Linked DNA regions of Sus scrofa: region 1 is linked to region 2. Evidence: chromatin contacts called from public Hi-C data. All regions are on one chromosome and are shown on one strand. Each heading gives the region's core, a stretch centred on a gene start, on an enhancer-like site or on the middle of the called end of the contact. The rest is flanking DNA. Distances are from core to core; before and after follow the strand shown. Region 1 has its middle 29 kb from the start of CCNY. Region 2 overlaps LOC102164731 (endogenous retrovirus group V member 1 Env polyprotein-like).

What was found. A called contact is a pair of places that touch in the nucleus more often than the background predicts.
Region 1: a contact with region 2 is called in a Hi-C map of heart right ventricle, with 2.6 times the contacts expected there. The contact joins two enhancer-like sites. A contact is called at or near these places in 6 of 47 Hi-C or Micro-C datasets (blood, embryonic fibroblasts, epiblast stem cells and 3 more) and 2 of 2 datasets of contacts at active chromatin or transcription factors (alveolar macrophages and skeletal muscle).

Annotation. Positions count from the first base shown.
Region 1 is chr10:57,988,542-57,995,504 of Sscrofa11.1, reverse strand. It overlaps a transcript of CCNY not described here. Among named protein-coding and RNA genes, the nearest start is that of CCNY, 29 kb to the left of the region's middle. Within about 2 kb of position 2,949, at least 6 of the 83 cell types and tissues checked have an H3K27ac peak or open chromatin away from gene starts, as enhancers often do.
Region 2 is chr10:57,918,124-57,925,015 of Sscrofa11.1, reverse strand. LOC102164731 (endogenous retrovirus group V member 1 Env polyprotein-like) reads left to right here. Exons shown (of 2, transcript XM_005668194.3): 2 at 702-5,969. The coding sequence starts at 1,160. The coding sequence ends at 1,930. Among named protein-coding and RNA genes, the nearest start is that of CREM, 92 kb to the right of the region's middle. Within about 2 kb of position 3,610, at least 7 of the 83 cell types and tissues checked have an H3K27ac peak or open chromatin away from gene starts, as enhancers often do.

The sequences.
Region 1 (6,963 bases), core at 1,700-4,199, 71 kb before region 2:
AGGTCCTCAGTGAGTGAAGGGGAACCTGCGAACTCCCTTCCGTGAAAATCAGACTGTCAGCATAAACATGGAAACTAGGAGTTCCCTCTGAGGCTCAGGGGAAACGAATCTGACCAGTAACCATGAGGACGCAGGTTTGATCCCGGGCCTCGCTCAGTGGGTTAAGGATCCAGAGTTGCCGTGAGCTGTGAAAAGAACAGGCTCATCGCTCTCACTGACGAGGGTCAGGAACCTGGCACACGGGCAGTGAGCCTGGCGCGCGGGAATCGCGCCGGACAGATGGAGTCCGCAGGGCTGGTCTTTCCCTCTCGCAGACCCCAAAAGCAAGGCCTGACCAAAGACAGACTGGTTTAGCATGGAAGTAAAATTAAACTTCCCAACACCCGTCTCTTCTACACATGATCGACATGTCATATGCACGGTATATGCACCAAAACACAGACATACTAGGTTTTTAAAAATTAAAGTCCATCAGATGAGAATTTTGTTTTGTGTGAACGGTACACACCGTGATGTCTCTGGAAACTTAACCAGACACTGCTGAACAGTTTCAGTGCTCTGACAGACCCAGCACCAGGGCTGAGCAGACTATCCGACCACATGGAGCATGACGACAAAACAAACCCAATTAAGGCTCCAAAACAGCTCCTCAGGCTTGCCCTGCACGCAGCAGCGCCACTTCCAGCGGACGATATTCACTGCCGAATGTCACCAATGAATGCTTAGCGACATTTAAATATGGAAACTGATGTAAGGTAAGATTCCCAGTCACAGCGCTAGAGAATGACCAAGCTGATGTTCTGATTAACACTCAACAGTAAGGATACAGATTTTTAAGATGTTAAGGCCACGAGGAGGGATTTTATCAATTTCACTGCATCCTGGGATGCGATTCCCCTTATGTTCATATTTATCTGTGCTTGACTCTCAGTCCCTCTTCAAGAAAAACCACAATGTACAAATGATGCCATTTGTCCTTTGTGGTTTAGTCACTGGTATCTAATGATCGCTTTGAAATAAAACAGTGCTTTGCTAAAACGCCACAGCAACTTGCCTCCAAAATTGGTATTTTAAAAGAAAATATAAGAAAAACCACAATACAGTAGTTATTAAGAATAAGACAGCATGCTCTACCACCCAAAATATTTTCTTTTATTTTCCTTTTAGGGCCGCACCTGTGGCATATGGAAGTTCCCAGGCTAGGGGTCAAATCAGAGCTGCTGCTTCTGGTCTACACCACAGCCACAGCAACACCAGATCCAAGCTGCATCCTCAACCTACACCGCAGTTTGTTGGCAACACCAGATCTTCAGCCCACGGAGCACAGCCAGTGGGGGAGCGAAGGAGAGAATGTGCATCTCAGTCTTGTAAACAGTTCGTGTTGTCACAAGAGCCACGGCACTAAGGAAAACAGAAGCCTCTTCCCCCAGGGACTGGAAGGGGAGGGCATGACACTGGGCCCTGAAACACCATCGCATCGACAAAGAAAGGAGGCAGAGTACCGGCACACGAGACCGCATCCGTTGTAACCACCCAGCCAGCCTAACCCCTCACGCCGGATCCCAGGCCTTCTCAGCATCTCTGAAACCGTCTCACTCCCCTTCTCACTCCTGCGTGGATGCTGCATGTCTCCTCATTCACACTTCAACACACTCAGGTCCCTCTCGTTTTTTAAAAGGAGGAGAAACTTGCCCTTCATCCCCTATCTCCATCCCAAGCCCACCTGCAGCCACAGCCAGCCCTTCCCCGGCTCAGCCTCACCGCTGACCCCGCCTCTCCCTGGCTCTCTCAGGCCACCAGGGCTCGAGTGCAAGGAAGCACAGAGGCTCTGCAGAACCCTCTGGATCGCACCCTCCTCTCCTTCCAGGGTCTCCTCCAGCTGCTGCCTCCCCCTCCCTCTGAGGCTCCCTCAGATTCCCCCTCCCCTCCCTGCCATGAAACGTCCGCTGTGCTCAAGCCACCTCCCGATCCTGCCGACACGCACCCTGCTGGGGCAGCTCCTGTACAGGACGGCTCCCCCAGGCCGAGGCCAGGTTGCCCACCGCCTCCTCCCCGTGTCCACTTGGAATCTCAAAAGCAGCTCCTGCTCCCGGGCCTTCCTGCCCTCCTCCGGTGTTCCCCGAGGTTAGCAGAAGCGCCACGCCGTCGCTCAGACCAGACCTGGTCCCCTCTCCGCACGTCCCCGACACATCTTTCTATGGTACCACCTAGCCTGACCTTCCGTGGTGTCTCAGCTGCACGCCACCTCCGCGTGTCCCATCCAGACTGTTCTACTCTACGCTCCAGTCCTGACCGGTGCTCCTCTCGCCCTAAACCCATCAGTGGCTTCTCACGGCTCCGGGTGTAAACAGCAAGCGCATGACCACGGCCCACACGTGCTTCACCTGGCCCTGCCCACCTCCGTCACTGCCCCGCCGCCCGCTCCGGCCACACCGGTTTCCTGCAGCTCCTGGTCAGCAGGCAGCAGCCCACACACCTTCCCCTCCACGCAAAAGGCCCCGCGCCAGCCGGGACCTGCCCACCCGCGCCCTCAGCCGGGCCCTCCTCACGTCGGCAGTGACACCTGCCAAACTCAGCAAGTGCTCAGCTCTACCTGCCCCTCCTGACCATGAACAAGACGGCACCAGTCACAGCACCCACGCGTGTTTGCTCACCACTCACCCCAAAGTCTGGCACGTACTAAGTACATGATAAACAGCGATGAGATGAATAAAAGAATAACATATAATCAGGGAGAGGGTGCTGACAGACGTCCAGAAGGAACGAGCCAATCGAGGGAAGTGATCCAATTTCACTCCCACAAACCGTGAAAGTGACTTTCCCCACCTTCGCCACCAGGCACCAGCAGGCATCTCACCAAAAGCAGGCAAGGGCTGTGTCCTGGCGAAGTGGCTGCTGCCAGGCCCGGGAGGGGCTGCGGTCCAGGACACAGCCTGCGGTGCCAGGTTCCCTCACAGCTGGCAACTGGCGGCTCTTGGCTGGGGGCCGTTCCTTAGCTCTCAATGAAGGGTGTCATTTAAGACTTGCTTTCAGCCTGTTTACCAAGACCTCTGACGGGCTCCTGCTCACACTAAACCTTTTTCCCGGCAAATCCTAGAAGCTGATCTCAACCTCCCCGTAACCTATGTTGCTGATTTACACACACGCTTCCGCGGCCGCAGCAAGTCTCCCTCACCTACATCTACGGAGAATGTGTGTACCAACAATATTATCCTGCATGTGCCCACAAACACTCATTAACGTTTATAGAACACTTACTAGGTGCCAAGCATAATACCAAAGGTTTTATATGTATTAGTTAATTCTTGCCAGAGGCTTTCCAGAACATCTTATCATTGCAACTTTTTTTTTTTTTCCTTTTTTTTGGCCACACCTGCGGCAATGGGAAGTTCCTGAGCCAGGGATCAAACCTGAGCTGCATCTGCAACCTATGCCAAGCTGTGGCAATGCTGAATCCTTAACTTGCTGCACCACAGTGGGAACTCACCTGCAGACCCATAATCTCTTCTCTCAACTTTACCAGACTTCTGCCAAACTAGAGCCATCATCAGCTCAACAGGAGCTTGAAAAGAAAAATGTTTTGCCTTTTTTTTAAAGAGAAAAAAATACCACCTTTAGCTAAATTAGTCTTTCTATGCCAAGGCAGGCCCTGGCCACACACAGAGCTAGGGAGCTAGTACAGGGGGTGTATTCGAAGATCCATCTCCATCACGGAGTGAATTCTCAGGCCGTCACATGTGCCAAAAAAAGGGGGAGAATGGAGTTCCCTGGTGACTCAGTGGTTTAAGGATCCAGGCGTTGTCACTGCTGTGGCTCAGGTTCAACCCCTGGTCCCAGAATTTCTATACACCTTGGGTGAGGCAAAAAAAAAAAAAAAGAAGGGGAAAAAGAACTACAAACAGTCATATAATTTATATTGTAAGTTTTTTGAAACTGGCTTTTTTTTTCTTTTCTTTTTTTTGCACCCTTGCTGGCCTGGATGGAAAACTACAACACGCACTTAGGAAGCAAGTATTTTAAGCACAGAGAAAATAACCATGTCCCTCCCTGGGAAAATGCCCATGACATACAAACCCAAGCGCACAGCAACACAAGAGCCTGTGCTCACACTGCTACTCCTCATCCACCTTCACCTCATCCGCTTTTCCAAACATCAGCTTCAGCTTCATTAAGGTAATTTACATAAAATTAAATGTAAACCCATTTTGAGCAAACATTTCGATGAGTCTGGACAAATTTATACACCGTGGGGCAAAAATCATAATCAAGAAATACAGAATTTTCATAATCTCAAATCTGCTCATGTGCCTGCTTCCCAACCACGCACCACCCTCACTTCTGCCCACAGGCAAACCCCGATCTGCTTTGTCACTCGCAACTAGACTTGTCTTTTTTCTAGATTTTCAGAAACGGATGCAGACAGACTGTTATTCTTGTCCACCCTTGACTCCATCTTCCCTGCTGGGCGCTGTTTGTAAATGCTGATATTGAAGGTACTCCTGCTCTTCTGTCTGCTGCACGGGCTCTCTCTGTTCCAGTGATCCGCGGGGCGCTGACCAGGCAGGTTCAAACCATGAAGACACAGGTGCACATGCAAACAGTCAAGCTCCAGGCCGTCGTTGCCAGCCCTAGTACCTAAAGGGATCAGGCCTGGGAAGCACTAGTTTACCACGAAACCAAGGAGAGTCCCGGGACACTGGCTGCTGCTGTGACCCCAGTCACAGCAGATCCTCAGGTCTTCCGACGTTGAGTTAAGCCTCACCTCTGTCTCATTTTATGTTTCGACCTCGGTTTTCCATTTTCTTTCTTCCCTTTTTAATTTATGATATCATGTGTGCAGGTGTCAAGTAGAAAAGCCTCACTAGTTTCCTGAGTGGACATGAGGGCCTCCTCCTTGCCCACTATCCCATCCATCCTAAGCAGCCGCACTCACCTGGCTGCACGGGAGACTCACCTGGGAAGCAAGAAACCGACATCTGGATCCAATCCAGCAGCTCCCAATTCAATGAATCTGGGGTGGACCTCAGGCTTGGTGGATGGCACAGCTGGCCTGGCCGGGGAGCCTGCTGGGCCCTGGGGTAGCCTCCAGGCAGCATGCCACCCCAGCCCACTGCCATAACAGGCACCAGAGGCCCGGTTCTTCATTCTAAGATTTTAATGTCTCTATTCATCAAGGCACCAACTATGTCCCCCAACAAAATTCATGCCATGTCACAATGTGTGCCGTGGTGCCACAGCCTGAGCAGTGGATTTTTCAATGATGCTTAAAAAATTTGTGATAGGGTCCATTGCATTTAATTACTAACACGAAGCCTGAGATCTTAAAAGGATCTTATATCTGCTCAGCACAGGGCACAGATACACCTTCAAAGAGCGCACCAATGTATCTTAAAAATGGTTTCTGCAACTGTGGTTCCGTCTGTCTGGGCCAAGACAGGAAGCCCCAAGGGCACAATGGCTTCTCCTCATTACAATTCAATCTAATTATAATGAAGGAACCACAAAGCCTATTGTGACACACAGGCGGGCAGAAATCTGGCTCCTTCCTCAGAACAAAATTGCGAAGTGTTTTCTGTCAGAGTGCTTGTCTATTGTACTAGGGTGGAAGGGTTTCTGGAAAGATTTCTGCCCTCAAGTTAACATTTTATTTTTGAGACAAAGAGTCCCAGGAAGATGGATATTGGCTTTAAAGTCAATGAAACCACTGGCTTAGCATCAGAGAATTTCCAGATAGCTTACGCTTTAATATATTATACTACGAAAGAAATTTTATGAGCATTTTTTAAAATGTACTGCACACAATCCTGCCTTCCTAAACGGAGTATTTGAAACAGCATTTTGCCTGTTACTGACGTCTGTTCAAAGTCATCGTGATAAACTCCCAGTGACTGGGCATTAAATCCCGAAAAGTGGCCACTGAGGCATGTTGGGCTACATGCACTGATGCCCGGTGGAGTCTGATTTGTGGTGGGTTTTGAGGCCTCGGTTTACTTCTCTGTAGTTTTGCTGTCTCCTTCTTCATTATCAGACCTTCTAAGAGCCTGCTGCCTAGAGGGAAAGCAGGCAACACAGCATGTGTATAGAGAAGGTTTCAGAGCAAGGCTACACTTAGTGTGTGCGGAGTGTGTGAACGGGTGTGCGTGTGCACAGGTGTGTGCTGGGGCAGTGGAGGGGGAGGAGGAGCCAGGGTTTTAACCCAGCGAGGTTCTCTGATGTGACACAACCGAGCAGGCTTCTTGGTGCTTCTGGCGGATCCCAAGGCTGAGCGTCCCCTGGGGACAGCAGGCCGCAGGGCCTTCTCTCAGCAGCATGAAGAAGAAAGTAACCTCCCAGAGGACACCCAGGGTCAAGGCTGGCCACAGGCACTGGCTGAGTTTCAGTTTTTCTGCAAAAGCAACCCTATAGCTATTTCAGCGTTTACACAACACAGACAGGTAAAATGTACAAAGTGGAAACAAAGTGGAAAGTCCTCTGGCGTGACGTCACTCTCCCTCCACTCAGGTATCCTACTGCACTGAACCACATAAAACGAACGTTTTCTGGACCCCATCATTCATTTCTTCCTCCCTGCACACTCATCCTCCGTGTTAGGAACGGGACCCTTCCTACCTTCCTGCTCTTCAGTGAGCCCTTCTGACCTGTTTTGGATACACGTTCGTATTAGTACTTATAAAACTCATTTTAAGCCAACCACAACATCTCCTTCTAGGAATGTACCTGAGTTATTTAACCCATCTCCAATAAACAATGTATGATGAGGGCCCTAGACATTTGCAAATACGTGCAAGTATTTCCAGGATATATGCTTTTAAATGGAAATTCCTGGGTCACTGAGCCTAAGTAAATTTAACAGATACTACCAGTTACCTTCCAATCAGGCTGTGCCAATAATGGAACAACTTTTAATTTAACATGATGCCAATGCAATCATCTTTAGGCCATGCAAGGTTCCCGGCCAAAACG
Region 2 (6,892 bases), core at 2,361-4,860:
GACCAGGGATCGGGATACAAATATCTTCTTGTGTCCATAGATACTTTGCAGGATGGGTCGAAGCCTTCCCCACTCGATCTGAAAAGGCCACCAAAGTCTTTTAAGTCCCTTTTAAAGGACATGATTCCTTGGTTTGGGTGTCTGAGATCCATCCAGAGTAGTAACAGTGCCTCCTTCATAGCAAAGGCCACCCTGGAATTAGCTCTAAACTACACACCTCTTGGCACCCCCGATCTTCAGAAAAGGGAGGGGAAAAGTGAACCATACTTTAAAGAAAACCTTAGCAAAGCTTTGCCAAGAGACTTATGAGCCCTGGACCAACCTGCTACTTAGGGTTCAAGTCACCCCCAGAGTCACCTGAAGCTTAGCCCACTTGAGAGGACCTATGGGAGGCCCTTCCCTACACTGCCATGAGGAATAAACCAGCGTCTACCATGTGTCCTTAACCTGGGACAAGGTCAAAGGCGATCTTGGACCATGCCACCAGCGGGACAGCAGAAGGGGCAGCCCCTCCATGAATTAACCTCGGACCAAGTTCTTCCTAAAACTTGGAAGGAGGGAGCCCCTGAAGATCAACTATTACCAAAATGGAAAGGCCTCTCTAGCATAATTTGAGCCGCCCCCACTGCCATTAAACCACAAGGGACACCTAGTTGGGTACGTTGATCTAGATTAAAACTCTTGCTCCAAAAACCCCACAGGCCACAACAGAAGAATACACCTGAGCTGCTTACTCAAAAGACAAGGAACCACTGCAGATCAGTAAAAAGTGCCGTGGTGGCCTCGCCTCCCCCTGCTGATTTGGGGTTTGTGCGCTTGCCTCTTGCCGGCTTGCGCCATCATCCCCGCGGAGCAGCCACTCCTCTGCCCTTCCTGGATCGAGAAGACCAGCCCCAGCGATGGGGTGGAAGAGGTGGACCCTTCTCCTGGCCCTTCTCCTACGGAGGGCTTGGGGAGAAAATGACCAGGAAAGGGGACCTGGAGGGAAAACTCGCCCGGCAACTTTTCCAGCATTTTGGCCTCAGGAAATAACCTCTCTCACTGTTGGATCTGTCACCACCACCCGCAAGAGGGGGTTCCTCTGCTCCAGTTTGTGCCTGTAAATGAGGACGTGGACCTCACCCTGACCTCTGAACCCGTGAGGAGCGCACCGCTGCTGATGGGGCAGCTCCAAGATCGTGACCACATGGGGTGTGTAGAGCTTACAGACCCTTGGAACCAAACCGGTCTCCAGGTCAAGCGGCCCCTTCTCTGCACGGCGCCAGGAAAGCCCTGCTGCCCCTGCCAGACAGACACCTGCCTTGCTGATGCGGGAAGCGCCCTCTCCGTTTATCCGATGTCATTTTCCACTTCAAGCTCCTCGTGCACCCCTAACCAGACGCACTGGTGTGTGGACCCGTCTCTCCTCTCCCCGGGCACCCAGCCCAACACCTCGTGTACGCACTGGAAGGGAACCGCAGCCCCATCCTGGAGGCTCACCTATCAGACCCCATCTGCCTTCAGTGACGACGAGGGGATAGAGGAAAACTCAGAACTAGACAGGGGCCCGCTAGACGGAGGGCCCCTGTCCCCCGGGTGCAGTACTAAACCTAACTGGGGTTCCCTTTTACGTCGCTGGTTCAACTCCACCTCACCCCGCCAGGCCTGCACCCCCGCTGGATATCTGTTCCTCTGTGGTCCAGCGCACAACCGACTCCCCTTTGAAGGGAACCCGAATTCCTCCTTCTCCTGGCCTCTCCAGGCTGCCGCCTATCCCTGCTTAGACAACGTCCACTTCCGGGGAGAATGCACCCTGGGGCGACTGGTCCCGAGAGGACTAGGTGCCACCGAACACAATGCCACCTCTCAAAACAGACATAATTGGCCCCTCGGACTAATCCTGGCAGGGGTTGGGGCGGCCCTGGGACTCGCCACCCTGGGAGGGTTTTGACTATCACGAAACAACCTTAAGAAACCTCACACGGGCCATAGACAGTCTGGCCTCAAAAACTAGTGATGCCTTAAGGGGGCTCCAGGAGTCCCTGGTTTTCATCTTCACCGGTGTCGTAGTTGACCCCGATTTATCTTAACCCTGAATTATCTTCTGGCTGAAGAAGGGGGTGTCTGTGCAAGTTAACAAAACTTGCTGTACAGACGTCAACAGCTCGAAGAAAATTGAACTAGATACTCAGGAAATTTATGAACAAACTAAATGGTTACATGGAATTAGCAACCCCACCGCCCACTGTGGGGCTGGGTGAAAGGTTTCAGCCTGGTGTTACTTGGTTCCTGCCTCTCCTGCGCCCTCTAGTGGCCACAGTTCTTTTGTTACAATTTAGATCCTGCCTGTTTAATCTTTCAGTTAGGTTTGTGTCTTTCAGCCTTCAGCAGTTCCAAGTGAGGCTCCTGGTGGCCCCAGGATTTCAGCCCATCCCATGAAGGTGACCCAAGTCCCTCTAGGTGCTTGGATCGCTCAGTGCGGACTTCTGCGCCTCCCGGGTAGGCTAGGGTCTGCAGCCCCTGTTCAGCAGGAAGTAGATGCAGAAGAGACCTTTGGCCCCTTGACCCTTAGGAATAAGGGGTGTAGACTGCCTCGGGGGGAATGAGATGGGCTGGGGCCTCGGGTCATCAAGCAGGACGCTGGCACCTGGGCAACGCCTCCTTGAACAACAGGAAGCTGGCAGCTGTAACAGACCAAGATGTGAAGCTTCCTTAAGCAACAGGATGCTGAAGGCCATAAATCAGCCCCAAAGTGATTAAACACAACCTCAGGCCTGTGCAGCAGGGGCAGTGCTGACCACTGTGTTGCCTTTTAGGTGGCGGTAGTGAGCAAGCCCTTTTGGAGGTGCCAGCGCAGAAAGCAGAGATCTACACATGATCCCTGCAGATGGCACAACCAAGGGGGACAGCCTAAGCATGTCTCTGCCTGTCCTGCAGCTCCACCCCCCCCCGTCACCCCACCTAAGGACCAGTGAAGTGGGTGAGGTCACCTGGGTCTCGCTCCCTTGTGCTGCAGTGCAAGCCCCTGATAAAGCCTGGTCTGAAATGCTCATCTGGCCTCTTGGCAGTTTCTCTTGATTCAAGAGCCAAGGGCCCCCTTGGAACATAAATGGCAGCAAAGTGCTGGTGCTGAAAAGATGAGGAAAGAAAGCACTCAAGAACTATGGCCCCAGAGGCGGCTCGGTAGGAACAAGATGAAATAGTGCTCCTTCTTAAGGCAGTTCTGACCCCTTTGCTCCCAGGAAAGTCTGGGCTGTGACTAAGTCAGTGTAGATTTCCATTTTCAGGACGACAGTGTGGGTAAGACGGCTGGACCCTGGTAGGGGTTACCGTCCTGTCTGTTGTGATTGCTGTCTTGTGACTTGGGTGCTGTGTGAAAGGAAGCATCCAGCCACTCAGCCGTATGTGTGCAGCCTGTACACGCAGGCACATTAAATTTTTACTTAATCATAACAGTTATACTAAGGATATGGTTTGAAGGGCTTAAGAGGAGACAGGAGAATGGCATTTAGGAGACAGCATGACTGCAAGCTTCTTGTGCTGACAGGTCGTTGGCAGAACAGGACAGCAGTGTCAACTGAGAAGAAGCATCTGGAGGTGGAGGCCCACATGACAGGGGCAGGTTAGTCACAGACTTGCCAAAGGATGGCCTGACTGCTGGTCTGCAGGGACTTCTCCATACTCCCCCCGCCCCCCGGTTCCTGCCATCGTCCCCTTAGGAATGCACCTGTTGGGCTTATTCAGGAGTGTGACTTACAGTCAGCAGGCCTGGAGAGGGAAGATAAATGTGAAAGCCTTGCCAGTAATATAGTAGGGTGTCAACCCCCACCCTTCCCCACCCCTGCCAAAAGACACACACACACACACACACATACACACTTCAAAACCCTCCCGGCAGAGATGCCTCCTGCTTGACGCGCAGGGACACTTTAGGAAAGAAAGGCTGCAGAAACCATGTAATGCCAGGATGACAATGAAAGGTGTCATTTATTGAACACCTACGAGGTACTAAGTGATTTTTTTTTTTTTTTTTTTTTTTTTTTTTTTACATTCAAGTCTAGGCTGTTATCCCCATTTTTCAAATAAAGATACTAATTCTGATGGTGAAACCTGTGTAAGGTCAGACTACGAGAAAGGGCCCAGGGGTGGAGACCCACCTCCAGGTATCTGAACAGGAGAGTGGAAAGCAGATGCAGATAAAGGGAGAAGAAATCTGCAAGTGTTGAGCGGCAAAGAGGCTCTTTCGTGAGTCCGGCTTGTCGCCTTTCCTCTTTTTGGAGGGAATCAGTGACTGCTGAGGACTAGCTTTGGACAAGGGGAAGAGAAGGGAGCCTTAATATGTCTGTGGGGCCCAGCCCTCTCGACCAAAGGCAGCAAGGTTGAGGAGAAGCATATTCAGAAAGAACCTGAGTTCCCATCGTGGCTCGGCTGTAACAAACCCAACTAGCATCCATGAGAATGTTTTGATCCCAGGCCTCGCTCAGTGGGTTAAGTATCTGGTGGTGCTGTGAGCTGTGGTGTAGGTCGCAGAGGGGGCTCAGATCCCGCGTGGCTGTGGTGTAGGCTGGCAGCTACAGCTCCATTAGACCCCTAGCCTGGAACCTCCATATGCCGTGGCTGCAGCCCTGAAAAGACAAAAATAAAAAGAAAGAGAAGGAAAATGGCTAGAAGCTCGGGCCAAATATCTGCTCAGAGGATATCTGCTCTTTGAGTATCACTTGGAGCCAGTTTCCTGCATCAGTCACATGGACATTTGTCAGGCAGCTGTGGAATAACCATGACCTTTTGCTGTGTCACCAGTGCTCTTATTTTCCAGTGACCCCTCCTCTCCAGATTAGGCCCCCATAGTGATGCTAAGCCGGCTACCCTGTGACTGCTACGGCGGGGGTTGTATTCAGTCTGAGAGCAACTTGACCTTGACCAACATAAGTGATGCATTTATGGACAGACCATTTCTCGGAAGTACCGAGCCGGGCACCTTGGGGACACAGAAATGGATAAGATAAGTTCCCACCCTAGAGCAACTCAGTCCAGTAGGATAAACTGTTGAAAGCACAGTTTAGAACATGTCAAGTGATTGCAGTCACTTGGTGGTAAAATGTGAAGAATGCAGAGCGTGCTGCCTATAAATAGATACTTTTACTGTGTGTGGATACACCTAAAATTCCACCATAAGAGATTTCTATGAAGTAAAGAGATCCTATCAGAGTGTAAATTCCCACAAGTAATTAAGGACGGCTAGAAGATTGAAACACCAGTGCCGTCGTGGCTCAGGGAATGAACCTGACTAGCATCCATGAGGTTGCAGGTTCGATCCCTGGCCCCGCTCGGTGGGTTAAGGATCCGGCATTGCCATGAGCTGTGGTGTAGGTCACAGACGCAGCTCAGATCTGGCGTGGCTGTGGCTGTGGCTGTGGTGTAGGCTGGCAGCAACAGCTCCGATTCGACCCCCTAGCTTGGGAACCTCCCTGTATGCCTTTGGCAGCCCTAAAAAGACAAGAAAGGAAGAGAGGGAGGAGGAAGGAAAGAGAGAGATAGAAAGGAAGGACAGAAGGAAGGAGGGAAAAAAAGAAAGAATCTAACTATCTGGAGACAGTGTAGAGCCTCTTCTCTCATCCTCTCTGTAACTACCCAAGATGGCTTATGTCATTTAGATTTTTTTTTTTTTTTTTTTGCTTTTTAGGGCTGCATCTATGACATATGGAGGCTCCCAGGCTAGGGATCTAATCGGAGCTGCAGCTGCCGGCCTACCCACAGCCACAGCAACGCCAGATCCTTAACCCACAGAGCAAGGCCAGGAATCAAACCCTCATTCTCATGGTTACTAGTTGGGTTCATTACTGCTGAGCCACGATGGGAACTCCCTGTTTGTTTGTTTTTTAATTGTTGTATAATGGTTGATTTACAATGTTCTGTCAATTTCTGCTGTACAGTAGAGTGACCCAGTTGTATACACATCTATATGTCTATACATTCTTTTTCTCGTGATATTTTCCATCATATTTCTTGATGCTTTTACCTTCATTGACATATAGCTCCAATCTACTAATATTCTCCATATATTCCTAGTCCTTTAAGTGTTAAGACTTTTACTCTGGATGGTTCTCAAGCTTATCATTGGTGTCCTTAAAGGCAGACGGAGAAGTCTTCTCTCCCATACACTTTATGTAAAATGCGTTTTTAATGAGGTCTGGCTCACCTCTTACTGTCCTTCTGTTCCAGACCTCCCCCCCCCACCGTTCCTCTGCCTCCTTCCCCCCTCCTCTCTTCACATCAATCCAGCCCTTCAGAACGCTCCGTTTCTTCCGATTTCCTCAAGTCGTGCTCGGGTCAAGGCACTCGAGACCGCTTCCCAGAAAAGACATGCAGAGACGCCCCTGAGCCCTGCAGCGCATCCCCAGGGTACCTGGGAGCGAGTCCAAGGCAGAGCAGCCCAGGACGGTCCAGACTTTCAGACGCCTCGGTCCCAGTACTGATCTCAAAATCCTGGGCTTGTGGAGTGTACTTCGCAGCTCAGCGGTAAACGAACCTGACTAGCATCCAGGAGGATGCGGGTCCAATCCCTGGCCTCGCTCAATGGGTCAACGATCCAGTGTTACCACGAGCTGTGGTGTAGTCCCAGACTTGGCTCAGATCCTGCATTGCTGTGGCTGTGGTGTAGGCTGGCAGCTACAGCTCTGATTCGACCCAGCCTGGGAACTTCCATAGGCTGCAGGTGCAGCCCTAAAAAGAAAAAAAAAATCCTGGGTTTGTAATGGGCTCTTGCTGACCTCCTATGAAGGTTCAGGTGTGATGCTATTTCACTAACCCACCAAGTCTTGCAGGAGTCCTCAAGATTTTTCAATGTGACTGTTACATGTTAGGGTAATTCAGGGACCCCAAAGATCCTTCAATTAGGCCTTAGGATTCTAGG